2 separate regions of the Mus musculus genome follow, and region 2 is linked to region 1. The links are chromatin contacts, called in public Hi-C maps. All regions are on one chromosome and are shown on one strand. The core of a region is the stretch at or near the end of the contact, and the rest is flanking DNA. Distances in the headings are between cores, read along the strand shown.

Region 1 (6,951 bases), core at 3,131-5,630:
AGTTTAGCCTACTTATTTAAGGGTTGGCGGCAGGGGGAGTGGCATTTCCAGATAAACTGACTTTGCCTCATACCTCCACAATAAGATAACTACAAAAGGATAGAAGGCATTAAGAAGGAAACTGAGTCATAAAAGAAAAGAGAGAGAGCAAAGCAAGAAGAAGCTGATGTGATAACAAATCACTAGCAATAGAAATTGTCTATGAAAATAGGAGATGTGATTGATGGTAAGGTTCTAAAGAAAATGAAAGAGGGAGGGAACATGCCAGGCAACAATATTGTAAAAAAAAAAAAAAGAGTGGGCTAAATGGAATTAAATTTCTATAAGATCCTTATGTATTATTTACATATAATATTAGTTAATGGCTCCATCAAATGCTGTTAGCATTAGGATACTTAGTTTATGATATATGTTTAAAGATACCCACTCAAATAGAAATACAATAATGCTTTAGTAGTATCACAATAAAAATATATAAATTTCAAAGCATCTGAAGAAAAATATTTAAAAACCAGGAAGCCGCCAATGTGACGTCAGCATAGAAAAAGGCCAGTAAAAAGAAAACATGGATGGTAGAAATAAATCAATGTTTCAGTAATCCTAGCTAACCAAAGAGATTGCATATAGTCAGATTTTCCAAAAGCACAAGCTTAAAACATGAGTAACATAAAACAATAAATAGAAAAATGTCTAAAGTTTTAGTATTAAGTTTATACAAAATAAATTTTGTATAAATTATACAAAGCAAAAACATTATTAAGGTTGAAAGGGTAATTATAGAACAGAGACAATTTAACATTGTAATATAACACAGTGAGACAAATCTGTATTTAACCAATAAGAGGCTCAAAATACAGAAAGCAGCAACAGACTATAAAACAAAGTTCGATCCCTTTTCTTGGGAGTACAAGTTCTATATTTGCAATAATTAGTAAATGTGGAATAATGCCACTCTACTTGGAGGTGTAAAAGATAGAAAGTTTCTATTTGCATGTGAGAAGACATAAAACCTACTGCAGTACAATGTCAGTGCAGAGAATCTGAAAGTATTAGTGTTCTAGTTGTGTTCCTGCTGTGATAAAACACTCAGATTGAAATTATCCTAGAGAGGAAGAGAGTTTATTTGGCTTACACTTCCAGGCCATGGTCCATCACTGAAGAAAGTCAGGCTAGGAACTTAAGCATGGACTGAAGTAGAAATTGGATGCTACTTGCTGGTTCATTCAGGCTCACTCTTGGCTTTTTATTTAGCCCATGACCACTTGCCTATGGACATTGCTGTCTATGGTGGGCTGGGCTTACCTACATCAATTAAAATTAAGGTACTCACCCCCACAATGAACATGCCATAGACCAACTTGATCTAGACAATCCAACTGAGACTCCCTTTGCAGGTAAACTGTTAACTGTCAAGTTGACAGTTGACGCTAACCAGGACAATAAGGTTGAGCGATATAATTGCCTAATCCCATCCAGGAGTCTAGTTACCCAGGGATACAGGAATCTGTCTGGTTAATTAACAAGAAATAACATTTTGTGAAAAGACAGGAGCATATGGAATAGAAATATATTCATATAAATTTAAAATTATGCAGAATAATTCTCATAATAGCATAATCTACAGACATATCAAGTAGAAGTACCAGCTATGTCTGAGGAGAGAAGGTGAATCATGGGATGAGAGGAAAGTTCTAGAATAGTATGTTTTTATTTAAGAAGCTATGAACATATGAAGTCTGAGTGCCTCCAAATCTGCTTATTTTTGTGCAATTAAAAATTTACAATTAAAAATATTAACATAGGTGTTAATAGGTTGGGAAATATATAGAAACCCCACTTTGGTTAAATGTTACAAAGAGAACTGTGTCTCATTAGACTACAATAATCCTGAATTTGTAAATATTACATGCACATACATGACTTCATATGGCTAGTTTTGTGTTTTTAATATCAGAAAAGGTATGCTCACCACTGGAGGATATAGCTCAGTAGCAAAACACTTAACCAGCATGCAGGAATTCCTGTGTTCAATCTCCATTAGTGTGAAATCCTTAATTAAAGGAAAAAAGAAACTGTGCTCATCATATAAGGGACTGGCATCTAGAGCGGACTGCTGACTTTCTGCTCATTGTATAAGGGGCTGGCATCTAGAGAGGACTGCTGACTTTCAGTACATCTATGTCTCTAGATTAGTTGACACAATTTTTATAGAATAGGTATTAATTATTTTCATAAAATATAATCCTCAAATTTTTTGTTACTTGATTATCTCATCAATTTGGAATAGTTTTAGCTTTTGAACTTAGTTAGAATAAAAAAATAAGTATAGGATTTTTAAAGCTCTAGTAAAACATCAGCAAACAAAATATATTAATTGAGCCGAGCAGTGGTGGCACATGCCTTTAATCCCAGCACTTGGGAGGCAGACACAGGCAGATTTCTGAGTTCAAGGCCCACCTGGTCAACAGAGTGAGTTCCAGGACAGCCAGAGCTACACAGACAAAGCCTGTCTCAAAAAACCATATATAAATAGCTGCTATAATGGTTTTTGCAATTGTCTTATTTCTTGAATAATTACCAACTTTTCAGAAACTCCACTACCTGCAGGGTACAACTTAACTCATATTCACAAAAGTAGGAAGTACAAGTTTAATAAATGAAGAATCAGAAAGAAAACATTTAAGTTTTGGTTGTTACTTTTAAGCAAGGGAGAAAAAAAGAGAGAGAGAGAGAGAACCTTTCTTTAAGATTATTTCAATATCAAATGTCCTTTCTCATTATCTTCGTATTTGCTCCAGACAGAAAGGTGGAATTTTCAAGTGCCAAGCCTTAGCCATTAACGTCTTCCTGACAAGGTGGATGTCTGTTTCTGTCTTCTTTTGAACCACTGTCATGCCATGATTGTCTTAAGTCAAAACGCTACTGTCTCAGTGCTTCAAACTTCTATTAAATGTAATGTCTGCCTTTGATTAGATCAGGTTTCCATCTGCTGTTGTTACCTTCCTGGGTGCAATCAAGACAGGGAGATGGGCATAGCCTATTCTATCCTCTTCACCTCTGCAATCGAACCAGCCAACCAAAAGCAATTGCTATCAGTTGAAATTTCACTTTTTTTTTTTTACATTTTATTTATTTTTAGAAAAATCAAACACTTTCTAATAGCAGGCTTAATAAGAAGTTTTAAAAGGTTGCTTGACTACAGAAGGTTCTCAAGCAGGACATGGCATATTTTTAGTGCCTCTTACATTCAAATTGATTGTTTGCGTAATCTTTCTCTCTGAAGAAACCATAGTGAGATCTGCTCTTCCTGAGTTTGCCTTTGCAAATCTGCTATTAATGTTTCAGCCTGTATAATGGAACAGACTGTCCACGGCAGGCGATCAGAACCGCTTTTCCACAGCCTTCGAAATTACAGATTGATTTTGACATGCTTTAGCTGGCTGACATCTCCGTTAAGGGTTCTAACCACTCGGGAAAGGGGGCAGCTTCTCAAGTGACCCTTTTCTGGGCAGCGCAACCTAGGTGAGATAATTAGAACAAGTGCAACCAGCATAGCTGCATAGTTTATCTGTATTTCTTTTATTGTACATAAAAGAGTTTCTGCATTGTATATGCAGAAAGTCAATATATCATATATATCATATATATATCATACATAATATATACAAAATATATAATATGTATATGATATAGATCATACATATACCAAATATAAATGATATATATGATATATATGATGTGTAGCATATGTGTGTGTATAAACACACACATACACACACACACACACACACACACACACACTCAAGTATCTACTACTTCCAAAGTGTTTAGAGATATGAACCTTACACAAAATAGACCAAGATTCTGGCCTTGGCCTGCTCTGTGGCCTTGGGCAAATCATTTAATCATTTCTCCTAAATTCCCACAGCTGGGAAATTACAGTGCATCACATGAACTCTGAAAGTTTATCATCATAGCAGTTTAGGATGCTCTGAACCACTCCAGGGCCTTGAGACTTTTTTGTGAAAAGGCAGGTGCCGCCTAGGCACCATCCCCTCTTCTCCTCCTGTAGGAACCTCTATTCCTAACAGAGAGCTTCCAACATCTTGGACCTCTCAGAAGCCAATCTTCACGTCAGTGCTTTGCATGAGCCTTTGCACATCTTAACAAACACAAGCAGGCTGCCAAAAATGTAAATTAGCAAGGGTGCTATCAGCCAGGCAGGAAGACCAGAGGAGAATCCTTGGCCAGAAAATGTCCTCCCACATAGAGAAGAGCTGGTAATTGGAAGATAGAGGAGGAATCCCCCCACCTCCCAGAGCAGCCTGTGCGGAGGCGGGTGCCCCTGCCATTACCCAAGCCTCTGCCAGAGCAGAAGTGAAGAGGAGAAAGCTCCCTCATCCTTGATGTGTTGAGCATTTCCAGGGCTGCCTTCCAGTTCCCGGCAGGCAGGATCCCACTGGCAGAAGTTAGTTAGTGTTCCCTTCTGTGGGAGCGGAAGGGAATTTCAATATGACAGTTGTGAAACACCAGCTCACCAGCTCTGATCAGTCCTAGAGCAAAGTTCCTATGGTCTCCAGCTTTCAGTGTCAATGGCAGGATCTGGGTTGGGGCTTCTGAGAAATGAACACCCATCTTAAACCTTAATGGTGGTTAGGAGAACACAGATTCGAGTACAGTTAATTGAATCACTAATTATAGGTGGTGTTCTGCATGGCTGCTATTTTACACCAATAGCAAAGCAGTGTATAAACACTGGGAATTGAAAGCCACCTGTTATTCTAATCTAATGAAGATCTATGTGTAGTACTAGCCTGTCAGATTAAGACAGGGAGAAGAGTCCTCACTCAGAAGGCCAGGTGGGAGTCTCCTGGATAACTGGTGCATGTGGATGTTAGTGTGGCTTGAGATGTTGACTTGAGAGCCCAGGATGGCTTCCATATTTAGGGCAAAAGTGACCTTGACCTTCCACCTGCAGAGTGCTGGGATTACAAGTGTGTGGATGTTGCGGGTGGAGCACTGGGCTTCATACACGCTAGACAAGCATGCTAGGCAAGTCCTGACAACTGAGGGCATCCCAGGGTTATCAAGTATAATTTTAAAAAATAGACTCAGACATCTGGACAAAGTGAAATATATTCCCTGGACCAAACCCCACGTAACTCTTGGAAGAAGTTGTAATAAAAAATAAAAATAAATAAACAGATAAAATAAGTAAATAAACAAACAAACAAACAAACTAGGGTTTCAGCTAAAGATGGTCAAGTCATCTCAGTCCTTAAAAAAAAAAAAAAAAAAAAGCTGTAAACTGTTTCCCTGTTTTACATGACAATTCTGAAAAAGAACCCACCTGAGGGAAGAACTGTTGTTCTTTGAGACCGTTGTTCTAAGCAGCAGCCCTGTCTAAACACTGTTTGTATATAGAAAATGACAAAGCACAGCCTTCTGAGGCAACGTGATGGGAGGCAGTGCCGTCTGCTGCACGTAACCCCTGGGTCCTTCCACACAGGTGCAGTGGCACTGGAGGCCCACAGACTGGTATAAAACAACACCTGCTCAGCACACACTGCTTCTGTGCATAGCTGGTCACTTCTGACCTACAAACCATGGCATTCACTGTTGAAAAATTATTTAATCTCAATTCCACTGAGAATTCCACTAGGTATATACCTTTAAAAATAGCACTCCATCATTGGAATTGATTTTTCTCTCCTTTGGATATTGCTCTCAGAATTGTGTTTTTTTTTTTCCTGAAGGACAATAAACGAGAATAAGATGACGATGACTTACTATCCAATCTCCTTGGTGTTCCTTTCTCTATTACCTTGATTGCCCTTCAGTTCTTACTATATCTGATCTCACTGGATCTTAGCCACACACATCTAAATATGAATTTATGGATCCTCCGGTTCTCTCCAAGACAAATGTTTACAATGCCATTGCAAGGTGTACTTCTGCTGGCGAGGTACATCTGCTTGTTCTAACCTTTTGTGCCTACCTTTTGTCAGGTCATACAGCCTGGTTCTGTCCTGTTGAGTCCAAGCTTCATTCAACTGTTAGTTATGAAGCACCAGCTGTGGAAACCAAACTGAATGGGGTGTCTGTAACCCAGAGCTTAGTTTGACAAGCACAGTCAAGAAAGATGAGTTATGTCTGGTGTTAGAAAACACACTGTGTGGCATACGTCAGCATTGTGAGGGGTTTGACACACCCTGGAATGATGAGATTAGAGCAGCATGGGTAGGTGTTTCTTCTAGGATTAGGGGATGATGGAGCTCTGTCTCAAAGATAGGCAGATGTGAACCAGTATAGGAAAGAAGGATGAGTAAGAAGGGATGGGTGTTACAGAGAAGGAGACATAGCATGATGAGATTTAAGTTGCTAAGCACGCTGGGATATTAATTATGGTAAGACCAGAAGATAAGGAGGACACAGGTTAGGAAGTGACACTAGAAACCATTAAGAGATACTAACACAAAACAAACAAACAAACAAACAAACAAACAACAACAACAAAAAACCAAAACCTTCTAAACAACCAAGACAAAAGATAAGTGGAATGGGTACCGAGAGACAAAAGACAGGTTAATCAGCTACTGTGATAAGCTTGGCCATGGCATGGACAACGTGAAGACATGGCAGCTGAGATGAATAAAGGTTGGTCATTTTGTGTTAAAATCACAGATAGGGGTTCTTTATTTAAAAAAAGAGAGAGAGAGAAGGAAAATAGGGTATCTTATTAAAGCATGAGTTTAGATAATAATTGTGTCCACCACTTAAGATGCAGGCTGGACAGTCTTCTAAGTGAGTCACATACATTACCTCATATATGTAACGTGTTTTGCCTGATTTAATCTTCACAACAGCCCAGGCAGATCAGTATCCACTTGTCTGATAAGAAAAATGAAGCAAAGAGAGTGGCTGAGTTGTGGGGTTATCATGAGTGGCAAA
Region 2 (6,951 bases), core at 2,813-5,312, 44 kb after region 1:
TTATATATCCTACCAACAGTGCCTTGGCCCAAAGGTCCTCCCCTCTACATACTTCTTTGTAGCCATTTCCTTTTTTTTTTTTTTTTTTTTTTTTTTTTTAACAGGGCACTCAGAATTCTTAGAGAAGTCTTGTCAAGAACTCAGTGACATGCAACTTCCCACTCAGGAAAGGGAGGGGTGTTAAGTTGAAGAGGAAACAGGAGCAACCAGATTCAACCCAAAGGTCAGAATCCAAGCCATCTCAGAGGTTCTCAACTGCATAATTATATATTTGTCTTCCAGAATGCATAAAGTTTTTGCTAAAAAGTTCAATCCTCAGACATCAAGCTTCCTTCTCCTCCCCTCCCCTCCCCTCCCCTCTTCTCCCCTCCCCTCTACTTCCCTCCCCTCCCTTCCCCTCCCCCTCCTTTACTCAGGGGTTTCCAAGGCATGCTTAGCCTCTTTTCTATCTCCATCTGTGGTGCAGAGAGGCAATGGAGGACACTCTGCTAACATGTTTTGTAGCATCAGTCTGGCCTTCAGCACCTTTCCGCTCTAATTACCACTGGGGGTTGTTAGGAAAATCAATTGCTATTATTGGTGAAAACCCATGAAAAACTACCAAGCTCAGAGTGAAAGTTGCTATTTGTTATTTGATTTTACTGTCAAGTGGGATCACCTCGATGGACCACACGCCCCAGGCTAGATTGTTTTCCTTTCCCCACAGCAAGCAATCTTAAATCCTGCCTCCCTCCAGCCCTAACATGCCCAAGCTGAACTCGGCCCACATTCTGATCTTCGTTATCCTCAATTCCACCAGAACTCCTCACATAGCATTATGTCTTCAATCTAAAGTCATTCTGCAAATGAGAACATCAGGTACTAGAAAGGCTAACTGACTTTATTCAGGGCTACATAATCAGTAGCTAAGTCAAGATGACAACCTTCAAGCAGTGCCAGTTGGGATCTGCTGGCCTTGAGTCTGCACCTGTCTCCCGGTGTTCACCTCACATCGAAATCTGGTGTTTACCAGACTCTTCCTCACTAGCCTAGCTCCTGCTGGGTGTCCACTGTTGCAGAACATCTCAGTAAGTGTTCACCATTGTGTTCTGAGTGGTTGGGCACTCAGACACTAGCAGACAAAGCCCACCTTCAGTCCAGGGACAGGCACTTGATAAAACTACGAGTGTCATAGACCTGGAAAACTTAAAGAATTCTTCTCATCTCAGATTTGTTTATCTGCCCCTTACACAAGTTCTTTTTCTTAATAGTCTCTGCTTCATAACTACTGCCTGCACTGTCTACTATTTAGGGAGAGAAACACTTCATAAACTTTATTTTTAAACTGCCTCATCTTTTAAATCCTACATTCTGTTTCATAAACAAGGTAAGGACCATCACCTTCCTGTGAATACATTTTTAAATCCCATTTTCCTAAGAAATGTCAGGTGACATGTGCTTGTTCAGGTTCTTATTTCCACAGCAACACGTGAATTCCTTTATTTATTCTTTATGCCGTCTTGGTGAGAATAAGGTTAGCCAATCAGTTCAGATTTGCTGCTCCAGATGTCAGAAGTCGACTTTACATCCAAAAAGCCATTGTCAAAGTCTGGAAACTATAAAAGTCCAAATGTAGCAATCTAACTCTTGGCACATTCAAAAGCATCTCTAAAAATTGCACTATCTTAAAATGACAAGGACAACAACTGTTCTCACAGTGACGCTCCTGGGTGTCCAACTCTTTCTGATTCCAAGTGTCATATGGACATTTTGTTTTTACCTAGACAGGCCTAGGAAGCAACAGGTTAAGTCACTCTGTGCCAATCCCCTGGAATTATCATTCTGAGCCTTCCTACACAGCAGCTCTCTCCTTACTGAAGGCTTTCCCAGCCTAGATACAAAGATAATTATAGCCCTGGTTACAAATTATCTCATAATTATGAGGTATCTAGTGGAAATGTTAAAGAAAAGTTATTAACACCTTAGTAGATATTTTTTAAACTTCAAAATGCAGCATTAAATTGCATGAAGTATTAAGGGTCAGTTTCCACTTCTTGGAAGCACTGTTTTCCTTTTAGAAGTGCACGGGTTCCTCATTTCAGCTGTTTGAAAGGCACAAAACTACCAGCAGATGCTCCAGTGTGGGCAAACAGCAGCATGGAAATAAAGTGAGCCTTAAAAAGTTTTAAGATGCAGCCTACTTTTCAGTCAAAGTAAGATGCCGTGGTGCCAACAGTCAAGTAAGAAACCAAAGGTCATTTCATGTTTTCATCACGCAGCGAATGGCACACCGATAAAGGAAAGAGCATTAGCACCTCGGGTACCATCTATGCACAAAACGCTATGCAACTTCGTCTGACTTCAAGAAGGAAATAGTTCAATACAAATTGCATTTACCGATTCTTGAAATGGTATCTGCTGTCAACCACTGAAGGTCTTCAGAAAAAAAAAAAAAGACCAGGTAAGCCAGGGTTACTTAGTTTTGAAAAACACCAGACTGAAAAACACAGGGACTGAACCTTTAGCTCATTTATATCTGCATATAGTTAACAAATGGGGAATGATTCTAGTTACTTAACTATATCTACATATTTGTCTTTTCTTCTGACGTTATCGATGCCTAGGGTAAAAAATGAATTGTTTCGTGTACACACACACACACACACACACACACACACACACATTCCAAAATAACAAAAGCAGCAAACATAGAATGCCCAAGCCTTCATAATGCATAGTGTTGGCGTGAACACGCAATTATTGCAAAACAATTAGTGAAGCAAATCTTACGAGTCCTTTCTTAGGCAGTCTGTGGGGAGGAGAGTCGTGCTGAAGCCTATAGACAATTACCCCTCTTCGTTTTGCTTATGCAGGTAGGATCACACTGAAATACTGATCTAGGGAACCCTGTTCACACTTTTGTCTACCATAAATTAACGCCGTAGACCCTCACAAAGATTGCTGACTCTGGAACCTTAGACAAAGGAGGGTGTAGCTCCAAGACGCGAAGCCAGGCGCTCTCAGAAGCCGGCTGCTCACAGGCTGCCCCGCACCACCTCTCCTGTACTCTGGAGACCAAGAAGTCTGGAACTGATGGAGGACTTGGTTCATTCCCCCAAACTTTGGGAGTCATTGTTTCCCCTAACTCTGCGGGCTAAAGCGGAGGGGAGGAGAAGGGGTTTCAGAAACCCGGGGTACAGCTGCAGGGCTCGCCCACCCACCTCTGCACGCCCCGCAGCACCCTGGTGGTCCACTCACCTGTCCTGAGCGCCTGGTCTCGGGGCTCCGGTGGCCTCTCCGGGCTCTTCGCTCTCACAGCTGTCGCGACAGCGTGCGCCTCCGGGGACCAGCGAGGGAGGCGGCGGGGTCGGGGGCGTCAGGAGGAATCTGGGCAGCTGCGGGCAGCCACGGTCTCACTCCCCATCCCCGTGGGGCTCCGGCTGAGGACGCGGTGCGGTCACCAAAGGAAGATGAGTCAGGCCGGGGTGCGGGCGCCCTGACTCGCGCATCTGGGGGACGCGGCCGCCGCCATCGGACGAGCGCAGCCCCTATCCTTCTAGGGTACCGGTGACCGAGGCCAGGGCAAAAGATCGCAGCTAAGGCGTCTCCGCCGCCGCCAAGAAAGACAAAAGGAATGCGGGGCTCGAGGGAAAGTTTTGGGCTTGGTTCCTGATGAATTCTAGCCCCCGAAGCCGCCAAGAGGAGGATCGGGGGCGAGGGCGGGACGGGCTTCCCGGAGCGTCGCCAGCAGCCGGGGACCCAGACGGTGCTAATCGCACCGCCGCCCACGACCCGTGGGAACTCCGCCGGCCCAGTCGCCAAGCTGTGCAAGAGCTGCGTGCAGGACCCACCCTTCCCCCCGGACCCCAACCCAGCTACCCGGCGCCCTGGCTGCAAAGTTGTACTTCTAGCGCCGGGATGGCGCCCATACAAAACCCATTTGGGGAACAAAGTACCGCTTCCAGGCGATCTGCTTCATCTGAAGGCCAGCGGGCGGAAGCGGACACACCCACTCGCTTCTCATCACCGTCGGACGCGAGTTCCAGAACGGGAGATACCTGCCCCTCCTGTCTCAATAAGAACTGGGGATCCCCGGCGGACTCTGTATTTTCTGGAAGAAGGATCCATAGGCCCCTCGGTTCCACGCCCCTCGGATGCTTTCTTATCAGATGCAGCCTGGGAGGGTCGGGGTCCCCCTGGCGGCTGCACGAGTGCTGTGCTAACAAAGTCAGACCTGGACCCCCAAGAGATACTGCACTCCTAGCCCTCAGAGGGTTTAAGCTGCTGGGAAGTTAGTTCCAGTAGAGCAGACTGGTTGGGAAGGGTTCTGGGCATGGGGTTGTGAGGGGCAGGGGCTAATTGTATCCTAAGATGATGAGTCTGAGGCTAAGCTCCAGATATCAAATCCAATGAAGGCTTCAAGTTACCAAAAATTATCAGTGAGAAAAAAAAAAACATGTCCTGTCCATAGAATGAAATAATTGAAATAATAGTCACGTGCAATTCTGCAAGGGACCAAAGCGCCCACTCTGGCTGAAGATCAAGTCAGTAAATAAAGTTTCGTATTCAAATTACTGCGTTGGAGTGTGCAGTGTACAGCAACCGTAGCTGAGCTATGGTTTTGTAAATCCATGAGTTTCTTGGATTTTTTTTTTAACTCATAGGCAAGAGGCAAATATTCTGCTCTGGTGTGTATCTATTTCAATGTGTCAGCTACTGGATTCTGTGGGGAAAAAATCTAGACTCAAGAAAATAAGGCAACCCGTAGAGGCCAGACAGGTCATTAAGATGACACTGGCAATGGAGAAAGACTGTAAAAACGGGCAATAGTGGTTTTAAAAAAAAAATCTTGCTTCAGTATGGAGGTTAAATACTTTTTCTGAAATTTCAGGACCAAATGCTTAAAAAAAAAAAAAAAAGAAAAAAAGAAAGAAAGTAGATGGGATGGGGTAGGAGAAATGAGTCACCTTGTAAGCCATCTGTGGTTTTCTTTTCCTTCCACCTTCATGTGGCTAGTTCTCTTGGCCCAAAGCCATTTGATCAGTTCTCTGAGGTTTTCTAGCACATTTGTCAAGGAACCTTATTAATCGTGTGAGCCTAGTAAGGTTCTACTCGTTGTACAAGAATGCCCTGACTCTTCCTTTCTCCTCAAAGCTCCCAAGAGAACACACTTCCTAGCAAGCCTTCCTGACTTGTAAAGGGGTGGGTAATAGGTTCCTCCCATCCTGCTCTTTTAATGTAGCACAGTGTCTACAATGTACAGGGAAACATTTAAAATGGCAATCCAGACATCACAGGCATCACATGTCCAGGCAGTCTTCAAAGAGAGGCTGATGAGGAAAGACTTCGGGAAAAGATCTAGACTCATTCTTATCACCACTGATCACAATTACCAATCTGAACTTATATTCCAGTTATTCAGTCAAAGAAGAAGGAAGAAGGTGAACTAGATAACATCATCAACATATTTTATTTTTAAAATAATTACTACTAGTCAGAAAAATTCAGTAGTAAATAGCCTTGTAAATTGAGGGTTATCTGCCATTCTATAGTCTAAGCAACCTCCCAAGAAGATATTCATCAGTCCCCCTCTGGCTCTTAGTGTTCCAGGCAAGCTCAGGTAAATTATTTAATCTTTGCTAATGGCCAATATTTTCCATCTGGAAAGAGCCCAGTGAGCATATCATGTCAGTAATGGATTTTGGATTTAGTGGCTTTATATCCACTCTGGTGTAATGGATGGGAATCAACTATTCCCTATTTGGGGGGTAAAAGCTACCTGTGTTTTACACGTAATTATTTTTGAGTCTGCTGTTTTGAGATGTATACAGTTTCCATTAAAACAAGTCCATTCTAAATGTTACATGAGTACAGAATAAAGAGAAAGCACTGTTCTCTCTAATTGAAGCCTGAAGGACTTTTGAGTATAATTTCTCTTGTTTCTTAAGCAGAAAAAATACCTAACATTATTATAAGTTAAAATAATATATGAAATTCTTCTGGCTTGTTATATATTCAGTACATTCGATTGAGCACACACCCACTCACCAAACTTGCTTAATGCTATGGGAATAAAAGGAAAGAGAACTTTCCCTCTGATATAAAGAAGTAATGAGAAAATATTTCCATGAAGGTCAGCATTTCACCTAGTACAGTATAAATATACAAGCAAGGAATGCTGAGGGGCAAGGAATTTTAATGGATTAAGCAAAGATACTCTGGAATGAAAAAGTATGATACTTGGGATTTTACAATTAAAAATAACATGTATATTGTGAGCCTGTATGTGTACAGGTGTCCGTGGGAGTAGGACAAGGAGGCCAGGTTGCAGGAGCTAGAGTTACATGTAATTATAAGATGCCCAACGTGAGTACTAGAAACTGAACTTGAGTCTTCTGGGAAAGCACCAAGTGCTTTTAATCACTGATCAATCTCTCCAGTCCTTCAAGGTATTTTTAAGTAGATCAGATATAAGGCTATGAGGAAAAACTACTAGACAGTTTGGGTGAAATTAACCCGCTTTTGCCACAAACACAGACTGTATTGTCCTCGGACCTCAGAAGAAGGACCCCAGCATGAACATGAAATCAGAAATGGAAAGGGGATTCCTTGTTAAACTTTGGCCTGAATGACTTTGACCATACTGTGAAACTGATAGATAGTCTGAAAGCCCCTGCGCTACAGCTCTGGCAGCCCTGTTACATTTCAAAGCAGGGGCCAAGAAAGAGAAAGTCAAATGAGAAAATGTCCTTTTTGATTTTCTCCTTGAAATAAAATTGTAAACAGAAGAAATGTAAAGGAGGGGGGAAAGGACATGGGAATATGGAACTTAATGGTCCGCATGTACTCTGTGTCCTCTTGACTCCAAATGGTGCTTCCTCATATTGTTTTACCATGTCTCAGTGACTCTCACTGTTTAGATGATTTGGTGGCGGCAGCAATAGCAGCAGCAGCAGATGTGACTAGTGTGTT

The links. Hi-C and Micro-C count contacts between places; a contact is called where the count stands out from the background.
Region 2: a Hi-C map of cerebral cortex shows a contact between it and region 1, with 2.2 times the contacts expected there. The contact joins the promoter of Tmem200a here to the enhancer-like site in region 1. A contact is called at or near these places in 1 of 39 promoter capture datasets (3T3-L1-derived adipocytes), 1 of 15 datasets of contacts at CTCF or cohesin (the NIH/3T3 cell line), 3 of 484 Hi-C or Micro-C datasets (Sertoli cells, cerebral cortex and forebrain) and 2 of 9 other capture datasets (adipose tissue and pancreatic islet).

Annotation. Positions count from the first base shown.
Region 1 is chr10:26,030,806-26,037,756 of GRCm38.p6, forward strand. All of the region lies in intron 2 of Tmem200a (transmembrane protein 200A), which reads right to left. Among named protein-coding and RNA genes, the nearest start is that of Gm9767, 44 kb to the right of the region's middle. Within about 2 kb of position 4,381, at least 24 of the 459 cell types and tissues checked have an H3K27ac peak or open chromatin away from gene starts, as enhancers often do. A contact at or near this core is called in Sertoli cells and cerebral cortex, where this site is marked.
Region 2 is chr10:26,074,901-26,081,851 of GRCm38.p6, forward strand. Tmem200a (transmembrane protein 200A) reads right to left here and starts at 4,063. Exons shown (of 3, transcript NM_001358814.1): 1 at 3,936-4,063; 2 at 3,238-3,419. Gm9767 (predicted gene 9767) reads left to right here and starts at 3,355. Exons shown (of 1, transcript NR_028030.2): 1 at 3,355-4,547.